Linked DNA regions of Ovis canadensis: region 2 is linked to region 1. Evidence: chromatin contacts called from public Hi-C data. All regions are on one chromosome and are shown on one strand. The core of a region is the stretch at or near the end of the contact, and the rest is flanking DNA. Distances in the headings are between cores, read along the strand shown.

The links. Hi-C and Micro-C count contacts between places; a contact is called where the count stands out from the background.
Region 2: a contact with region 1 is called in a Hi-C map of lung, with 2.2 times the contacts expected there. The contact joins the promoter of MTIF2 here to the promoter of CFAP36 in region 1. A contact is called at or near these places in 2 of 2 Hi-C or Micro-C datasets (fibroblasts and lung).

The regions. Positions count from the first base shown.
Region 1 is chr3:68,696,680-68,701,250 of ARS-UI_OviCan_v2, forward strand. CFAP36 (cilia and flagella associated protein 36) reads right to left here and starts at 2,094. Exons shown (of 10, transcript XM_069583291.1): 1 at 1,341-2,094. The coding sequence starts at 1,455.
Region 2 is chr3:68,915,840-68,920,410 of ARS-UI_OviCan_v2, forward strand. MTIF2 (mitochondrial translational initiation factor 2) reads left to right here and starts at 2,602. Exons shown (of 15, transcript XM_069583300.1): 1 at 2,602-2,801; 2 at 3,212-3,298. It overlaps LOC138436932 (prolyl-tRNA synthetase associated domain-containing protein 1), which reads right to left and starts at 2,995. Exons shown (of 4, transcript XM_069583306.1): 1 at 2,604-2,995.

The sequences.
Region 1 (4,571 bases), core at 844-3,343:
CTGAGATGCAGCCACTTTTAAAGTGTGGGAATAAAAAAAAAATTTTTTTTTTTTTTTTGCCATTTCAGCATTTAGGTTCAGTGGGATAAGTGGAATCAAACGGTGACATAATTTCTTTTTTCTCCTAAAGGAGATCAGAACACCAAATGCTTCCTCAGTCTCAGAATAGCATTTTAAATTCTTTAATAGAGCAGAAATAAAAGTTATTTTGAACTTCTTTTAAAAATTACCTGCGAGAACAATACCTAGTAAATACTATTTGAATGTTGCTCATGGCAATGAGAATGTAATGAAAAGATTCAGTGGTCAAAGTAAATTTCATCTTTACCAGATTCATGGAAACTTAAGGTTGAAAGGACTCTTAACAGATCATTCATGATAACCAACCATTTGACATTTGAATTCCCCTCTGTAATAACTCCATTAAGGTGCTATCAGATTCATTCAAACACTGCTAACGCCTAGGGAACTCATTACCTTCCGAGACGGGCGATTTATCCAGGATACTATCTGTTATGAAGCACTTCCTTCACAGAAATTTGTTTACCTCTAGCTTGTACCCACGGACGCTAGCTCTAGCCCACTGAACCTTAAAAAAAAACAAGTCTAACCCCTCCAACATACGACAGACGTTCGTAATGGATATTACTACCCTTAAGGTCTTGGCCAGCTAAACAACCAGGACAACAGCCTTAAATTACTCTTATGACATCGCTTCTGGTTCCTTTTCCATAAATGGACTCCAAACTATCTCTAAGAACTGAATGCAAAGCTCCAGAATCTGGAGGTACTCTTTCCTCACAGGGAACGTTATGCCACGTCTTCATATCTCATTTGTTGGAAGATACCCTCCATTTTTGGTATAACCGAGACAGAGAGCTCAAAAAGGGCAATACAGGCCACCGAGATTACCTGCTCTAGGGCTACCGGAGTAACCACATATCCCTCGCCCACCCACTTTTTGGCCAACAGTTGGAATCAGAAGGAACTCTGAAGCAAACTGACATCTCTCCTCCCAAGTCACTGGGGAAGCTGATGAAGAAAGAAACCCACAGTCACCTGGCCAAGGCAGAAAGGTGCAGGATGGAGTGGGAGGCCCAACACAGCACTAAAGTCTACTGTTTTTCGAATGCGTGCTTGGGCCCAGCGGGGAGAGGTATGTCGTCCCCCTTTTCATCACCGTGGAAAAGACAGGCGCGGTGACAGCAACACATTCTAAAAATCCAGCTCTAAACCTGGTCGACAGGAGGGGAGATCGAGGAGATGAGAGGCGGTGTGTGGAGAGGCTGTTGGTGTGAGAGAGGTGAGCAAGGACTGACGATTCGAGATTCATATTTTACCTTCACATTTCTGCTCCACGAAGTCCAAGATGGGGATGGACCAGTCCGGGCCCCGCAGGAATCCCGCGATGCTCTCCACCACCCATTCCACCTCATCCTCTTCTTCCGCGGCCATTCCGCCCCCACGGGGCGCCGCGGAAGCCTAGGCCAGATCCCCGGATCCTAGAAGGCCTTTCGGCCGCAAGGAACCGAGAGGACAGGGAAACGATGTGCCCCAGCAGTCTCCGCAGTCACCTGGCTAAAATCTACAAACCACTTAACGTAAAACGGTCGCTATGGCAACAAAAGGAGCGGCCTCCGGCAGCCGCCCGGAAGTGAAGCCAGCTTCCTCAGAGCCTGCGCAGCTTAGAAAGTGGCATTTGAAGAATGTTTCCGATTGGCTGGGAAGGAGTAGAAGCCAGTCGAAAGATAGCCTTCATCTCATTGGGCCGGAGCTGTTGTAGCCATTGGCTGGAAATCCTGGAAGGAATCTCAATGTTCTCACGGGAGAAGTCCGTGGGACCAAGGATAAGAAATGGCGCCACGAAGGCCCGCCTCACCTGGTCTCTGACTGAAGGTTTTAAAGGCTTCAGTTCACGGTTGTATCCCCACCGCTCACTCCCGACCATTTTCCGACCCGCTGAGCCAGACACGTTTGTAATTGAAAGGTTGATTTTTGAAAATACAAACCCGAGGAAAGCAGTTTCTGTAAGATTTGCTGATTGTCCCAGCGCCAGTTTGCATCCCGTAGCTGCCAGCGAGTCTTTACGGCGTCAGTCAGTTCAGTTCAGTCGCTCAGTCGTGTCCGACTCTTTGCGACTCCATGAATCGCAGCACGCCAGGCCTCCCTGTCCATCACCAACTCCCGGAGTTCACTCAGACTCGTGTCCATCGAGTCAGTGATGCCATCCAGCCATCTCATCCTCTGTCGTCCCCTTCTCCTCCTGCCCCCAATCCCTCCCAACATCAGTCTTTTCCAGTGAGTCAACTCTTCGCATGAGGTGGCCAAAGTACTGGAGTTTCAGCCTCAGCATCATTCCTTCCAAAGAAATCCCAGGGCTGATCTCCTTTAGAATGGACTGGTTGGATCTCCTTGCAGTCCAAGGGAATCTCAAGAGTCTTCTCCAACACCACAGTTCAAAAGCATCACTTCTTCGGCACTCAGCTTTCTTCACAGTTCAACTCTCACATCCATACATGACCACTGGAAAAGCCATAACCTTGACTAGAGGGACCTTTGTTGGCAAAGTAATGTCTCTGCTTTTGAATATGCTCTCTAGGTTGGTCATAACTTTCCTTCCAAGGAGTAAGCGTCTTTTAATTTCATGGCTGCGGTCACCATCTGCAGTGATTTTGGAGCCCCCCAAAATAAAGTCTGACACTGTTTCCACTGTTTCCCCATCTATTTCCCATGAAGTGATGGGACCAGATGCCATGATCTTCGTTTTCTGGATGTTGAGCTTTAAGCCAACTTTTTCACTCTCTTCCTTCACTTTCATCAAGAGGCTTTTTAGTTCCTCTTCACTTTATGCCATAAGGGTGATGTCATATGCATATCTGAGGTTCTTGATATTTCTCCCAGCAATCTTGATTCCAGCTTGTGCTTCTTCCAGTCCAGCGTTTCTCATGATGTACTCTGCATATAAGTTAAATAAGCAGGGTGACAACATACATCTTGACTACTCCTTTTCCTATTTGGAACCAGTCTGTTCCATGTCCAGTTCTAACTGTTGCTTCCTGACCCGCATATAGGTTTCTCAAGAGGCAGGTCGGGTGGTCTGGTATTCCCATTTCTTTCAGAATTTTCCACAGTTGATTGTGATCCACACAGTCAAAGGCTTTGGCATAGTCAGTAAAGCAGAAATAGATGTTTTTCTGGATCTCTCTTGCTTTTTCCATGATCCAGCGGATGTTGGCAATTTGATCTCTGGTTCCTCTGCCTTTTCTAAAACCAGCTTGAACATCTGGAAGTTCAGGGTTCCGGTATTGCTGAAGCCCAGCTTGGAGAATTTTGAGCATTACTTTACTAGTGTGTGAGATGAGTGCAATTGTGTGGTAGTTTGAGCATTCTTTGGCATTGCCTTTCTTTGGGATTGGAATGAAAACTGACCTTTTCCAGTCCTGTGGCCACTGCTGAGTTTTATAGAAATAACTAGAATTAGGAATTTTTCAGGAGTAAAATCAAAGTCAGTATTCCTTTAAATAAATGTCTAAGTAATCAACCCTTAATGTTAAATAACACTACTTTTAGCTTGGAGTCCTTTGTGGAATGGGTCTTCAAAGATCTCTGCCAGGGTATTTGGCACCCCAAAATATTTTCAAACAACTTTGTATGTATTTACATACATGGGATCATATGTACAGTTAGGAAGTTTTGTTCACTTAGTATAATCATCTGTCCATGTAAACATTAAATTGTCGTTTCTTTACAGCTACAAGATATTCTATAAACTAGCATTTTTAAATTCATATTTCATGTATGGTTCAGTGGTTAAGAATCCGCCTGCCAATGCAGAAGACGTGGGTTCAATCCCTGGAAAGGGAAGATCCCCTGGAAATGGCAATCCACTCCAGTAGTCTTACCTGGGAAAACCCATTAACAGAGGAGCCTGGAGGACTACAAGGTCGCATAAGAGTCAGACACAATTTAGATTAAACAATAACAAATATACACACAGTACCGTACTTGGATGCATAGATGTGATTAGTATGCTGTTTTTCTCTCCCTCCATGGTGTGGATGTATGTACCATGCCATTTTTCCCTTCTATAAACAGCTGAAATGAACATCTTTGTGTCTCTAAGAACTGTTGGTTTTATTGACTATTCCAAGGAATACAGTCTAGCAGAATTGCTAAGTGAGAGCGTATATATACCTTGATTTATGTGACCAATACTCAATTGCTAGATTTAATTTCATCAGTTTCTTAAACAACAATTCTGTAATGAACACACATGCAAATATTTTTCACCTCTAGTCTCATTATTTACTTTGGATAAATTCCCAAAGGAAAGATTTCTGAACCTATTTTTAAAAGCCTTTTTGAAAAATACCTTTACCAATCTACTAGGTTAAAGATGACACATAATTTTAACTTGAATTTTTAAATTTGAATGTGAGCTTTATTTCATGTTGATTAGTCTTTGGTTTCTTTCTGTGTTATTTTTCATATCTTTTGACCATTTCTTATTGGGATTTATTTTTCTTATTGATTTGAAAGAGCTTTTTATACATTATTACAAGAATTTTAAC
Region 2 (4,571 bases), core at 1,352-3,851, 220 kb after region 1:
GGACTCTGGGCTTTCACTGCTGGGGCCTTGGGTTTGATCCCTGGTTTGGGAGCTAAGATCCCGCAAGTTGAGTGTCGCAACCAAAAATTTTTCAAAATTGTTTTTTCAAATAAATTTTAATTTGCAAAGATAGTAGATAGTTCCTGACTGTCCTTCACTCAGTTTCCTCTAATGTTAACATATTGTGATGCGTTTGTGAGAATTAAGAAATTAACACTGGGGTATTAGAATCAACTAAACTACAGATTTTATTTAGATTTCACAAGTTTTTCCACTAGTATGCTTTTGTGTTCCTGGACTCTATACAGGACTCCACATTGTATTCAGTCATTACGTTTCCTTATTCTTCAGATCTGTCATAGTTTCCTTGTCTTTCATTGTTTTTCATGACCTTGACAACTTTGAAGAATTCTGCTCAGGTATTTTGTAGAATGCTCTTCAATTTGGGTTGTCTGATGTTTCCCCCATGATGGTAGTAGGGTTGTGGGTTTTGGGGACTAATATCAGAGATGTAGTATCCTTATCACATCATTTCAGGGGGTATGTGATGTCGACATGACATTACTGATGTTTACCTTGATCAGTTGGTTAAGGTGGTGTCTGCCAGATTCTCTGTTAAGAAGGTACTATTTTTCCCTTTCCATATTCTGTTCTTTGGAAGCAAGTCATTAAGTCCAGTCCACACCCAAGGGATTGGAGGTGGGCACTAAGCTTTAACTCATAGTTGAAGTTAATAAACATGGAATTATTCTATAAGGAGGATTTCTCCCTATCCCTCATTTGTTATTTTGAGTTATAATCTAATACTCCATTATTTCATTGTTCAGAAGTTTCCAGCTTAGACTTTTTCAGGTTGGTGCCTGTTTAACTGCCCTCATTCTATTTCCTTCCTCATTTCCTTCCTTCCTTGCTCCTTCCACTTTCTGTGTTTTGGTGTATTGCTTGAATTTTCCACATTAGTATGTATATCTTCATGATCAGAAATGTATTGGTTATTTTCATTCTAATATTGGGGAGAATGGTATGACCATTACTTTGATGTTCTGCCAATCAATTTCTGCTTCTTAACTATTTGGCAAGGCAGAGAGAGCAAAGAATTTCTTACAGAAATTGCACTTCAGTGAGTGTGAAAGGTAAGTAAAATGATAGCAAACTGAAACGCACTTCAGTAGTTTTCAAGTGTGTTAGGTTCATTAAAAAGATTTTCTAGACAGAGGTTTCCATTCAATCATTCAGCAACACTGCCTACACATCTTTGTGGTGACACTGGGGAGACAAACAAAAAAAGAGATAGGGCATGAGTTAAGAGTCCACACTAGGGGGGATAGGGCATGAGTTAGGAGTCCACACTAGGGGGGATAGGGCATGAGTTAAGAGTCCACACTAGGGGGGATAGGGCATGAGTTAGGAGTCCACACTAGGGGGGATAGGGCATGAGTTAGGAGTCCACACTAGGGAGGGAGAAATCAGATAACAGTAAGAAACTCTAATATACCTACATCATTAGCCTAGGGTAGTGTTAGACCTTGAGGACAGAAATAAAACAATACTTAAGACTTGAGAATAGTGGCGGTTGAGGTCAAGGTGACAAGCCAGAAGACAATGTCCCATCAAGGTGTGGAAATGTTCTGGGAGGAAGCTAATAATCACAACAGCAAACCCTTATGAACCAGCTACTTTATGAACCTTCCTGCTACTGCTATCTTACTAAGCAGCTATTATTATTACCATGGGGCTTCCCTCATAGCTCAGTTGGTAAAAAAGAATCTGCTTGCAATGCAGGAAACCCGAGTTTAACATCCAGGTCGGGAATATCCTTTGGAGAAGGAAATGGCAACCCACTCCAGTATTCTTGCTTGAGAATCCCGTGGACAGAGGAGCCTGGCAGACTACAGTCCATGGGGTTGCAAGAGTTGGACACGACTTAGGGACAAAACCACCACCATTACCAGGGCTTTGTCTGCAATGCAGGAGACCCAGGTGCGATCTCTGGGTCAGAAAGATCCCTTAAAGAAGGGAATGGATGGCTATCCACTCCAGTATTGTTACCATATTGCAAAACTGCAGCACAGGGAGTTTACATAAAGGTCCCCGAGTCACCGCTGGGAATGAACTGGGATTGGGGCCCACTCTAGCTTTACCACTTCAAATACCACCCACAGGAAGCGACTTTTAAAAGAGAAAGCGCTCCTTCCTCATCACTAACTCTATCACCGCTTTCCCTTGCATTTCTCCCTTTTTGGAAGTATGTGTTTTAAGGACTTATTTCTCCCACATTTCCCCGTTTAACTTTCCCTTGAGCGTACGCATGGAGGACACTCACGGCCCCAGAATTGCAGTAATTTACTTTCTAGGAAGTGAAAGTGAAGTCGCTCAGTCGTGTCCGACTCTTTGCGACTCCATGGACTGTAGCCCACCAGGCTCCTCCGTCCATGGGATTCTCTAGGCAAGAATACTGGAGTGGGTTGCCATTTCCTTCTTCAGGGGACTCTTCCCGACCCAGGGATCGAACCCCGGTCTCCCATATTGCAGGCAGACGGTCTAACCTCTGAGCCACCAGGGAAGGGGAAGGGATTTGTAAAAGCGATTATTCATCCACGCACAGCAACACCGGTACGCCTTCGACAAACTTTACAGCTACTGTTCCGAAGTAGGGACTTCTGAATTCCGAGTAGAGCCGCTTCCGGCGGCAACGGAAGCCGGAGAGGGACCGTTTCAGTGACGGACTGGCTGATTGACTGTCCTGCAGGTCCGGAAGGTGATCTCCGCCCCCTTCAGAATCCCGAAGCCCTGGGTCCTAGGTAGGAGCTAGGTGAGGGGCCGAGGGGTGGGTCCCTTAGCCGGGTCGTACTGGGTGGCGTGTATTGTATTGTTTGGCCTGAAGTGTCAGCGGCACAGATGAGAAACATTGCGCATTCGGGAGCCTTTCCATGATGCACCTAATCCGTGCGTGACCCTGCTTTAGGCATGATGAAGGAGTTATCCAGCCGGAAGCAGAGGGCTGCTTCCTTTCCTTGAGCGCCCCGTCCCCCGCCTCCGCTGTATTCAAGGCTTATTGGCCTAGGGTTCCAGGTGAAGCTACCTTAGATCCATCATTCTTGTATAGTGACGTATTTTTACCTTGCACATAAAGTCCAAGGTTTTCAACTGTTTCATTCAGATGTTTGGACCAACGCAACTACATTATTTCCAACATCTTTTTTTTTTTCAGGTTCCATAATAAGAATATCCTAGCGGCAAAGGAACACCGGAATTGGGAGTCAGAAAGCTTGGGTTCTAGTCCTGTCAGTAACTAGCGGTATGACTTTGGAGAAGGCTTTTTGAGCTTTCTGGACTCCATTTTCCTTTTCTATAAAACGAGAGGCTTGGAATAAGTGGCAAGTTTTCCTTCCAGTTTGGGTATTTGGTTTATTGCCCCCCCCCCCCCCCCCGCCCCGCGCCGCCGCCCCCATGTGTTTTTCGAATATCTGCCTCAGTGAAATATCTGTGCTTTGGTTAATCTCCATGAAGGACCTTTCCTACCACTGCATTAACTCGTGTCCTTGTTAAATCTGGTTTTAGACTCATTAAAAAAAAAAAAAAATCTACTCCATCCACACCCCTGCCTGCCCGAGGAATTCCATGCTTCCTGAGCATTCTACTTCATCCTGGGAAATGTACCCAAATAAGATTGTTTAAGTGTGCCATTCTTGAGGTGTTTAAGAATCATTATACTGCAACATTTTAGGGACAGTGAACTCCAAAGGAAGTGACTCTGGCTTATTAACCTTTGAATCAACAACCTCAAATGCAGTCCCTAGAAGATGGTGCTAAGGAAATGTTTGCCGAGGAGAAAAGTAGTACTTCTTATGTTCTTTTAGTTGCTTCTTGCTTTAAACACTGAAAAACAAAGCTGTAGAAATGCAGTCTTGTGATCAGAAGAAATAGAAGACTCAAGGAGGAAAAGACTGTACTACTGACTTCTGAGCTGTACTATTGAATTCGATTGTGAGTTTCTCAATAAACTCTTCTTTCATCTGAAGAGTAATATTCAGGGGCTTCCTTGTTGGTTTCATGGTTAAGAATCCTACTGCCACTGCAGGAGACACAGGTTTGATCCTTGGTCCGGGATGATTCCACATGCCAAGGAGCAGCTAGGCCCATGCACTGCAACTACTGGGCCAGTGTTCTGGAGCTCCCCAGTCACAGCTGCAGATCTCACGTGGTGCAGCTGCTGAAACCCTTGTGCCTAGAGGCTGTGCTCTGCAGTGAGAGAAGCCACCACAGTGAGAAGCCTATGCACCCCAACTAGAGAGTAGCCCCCACTCACTACAACTAGAGCCAGCCCATGAGCAGCAACATAGACCAGCACAGGCAAAAATAAATAAATCTTAAAAAAAAAAATCCAAGAGTAATCAGAAAACGTTATTCAGTAGGTATTTATTGGGTGCCTTCTTCCCACTCTGTTACATCCTTTTTTGGGAAAGAGCTATGGAAGAACAGAAAATTTTAGGGTTGAAAGACACTTCCAAGTAGAGGAAGCATATGCAAAGGTTCAAAGATTAGATGATGACCATCAGAGATCATATGTG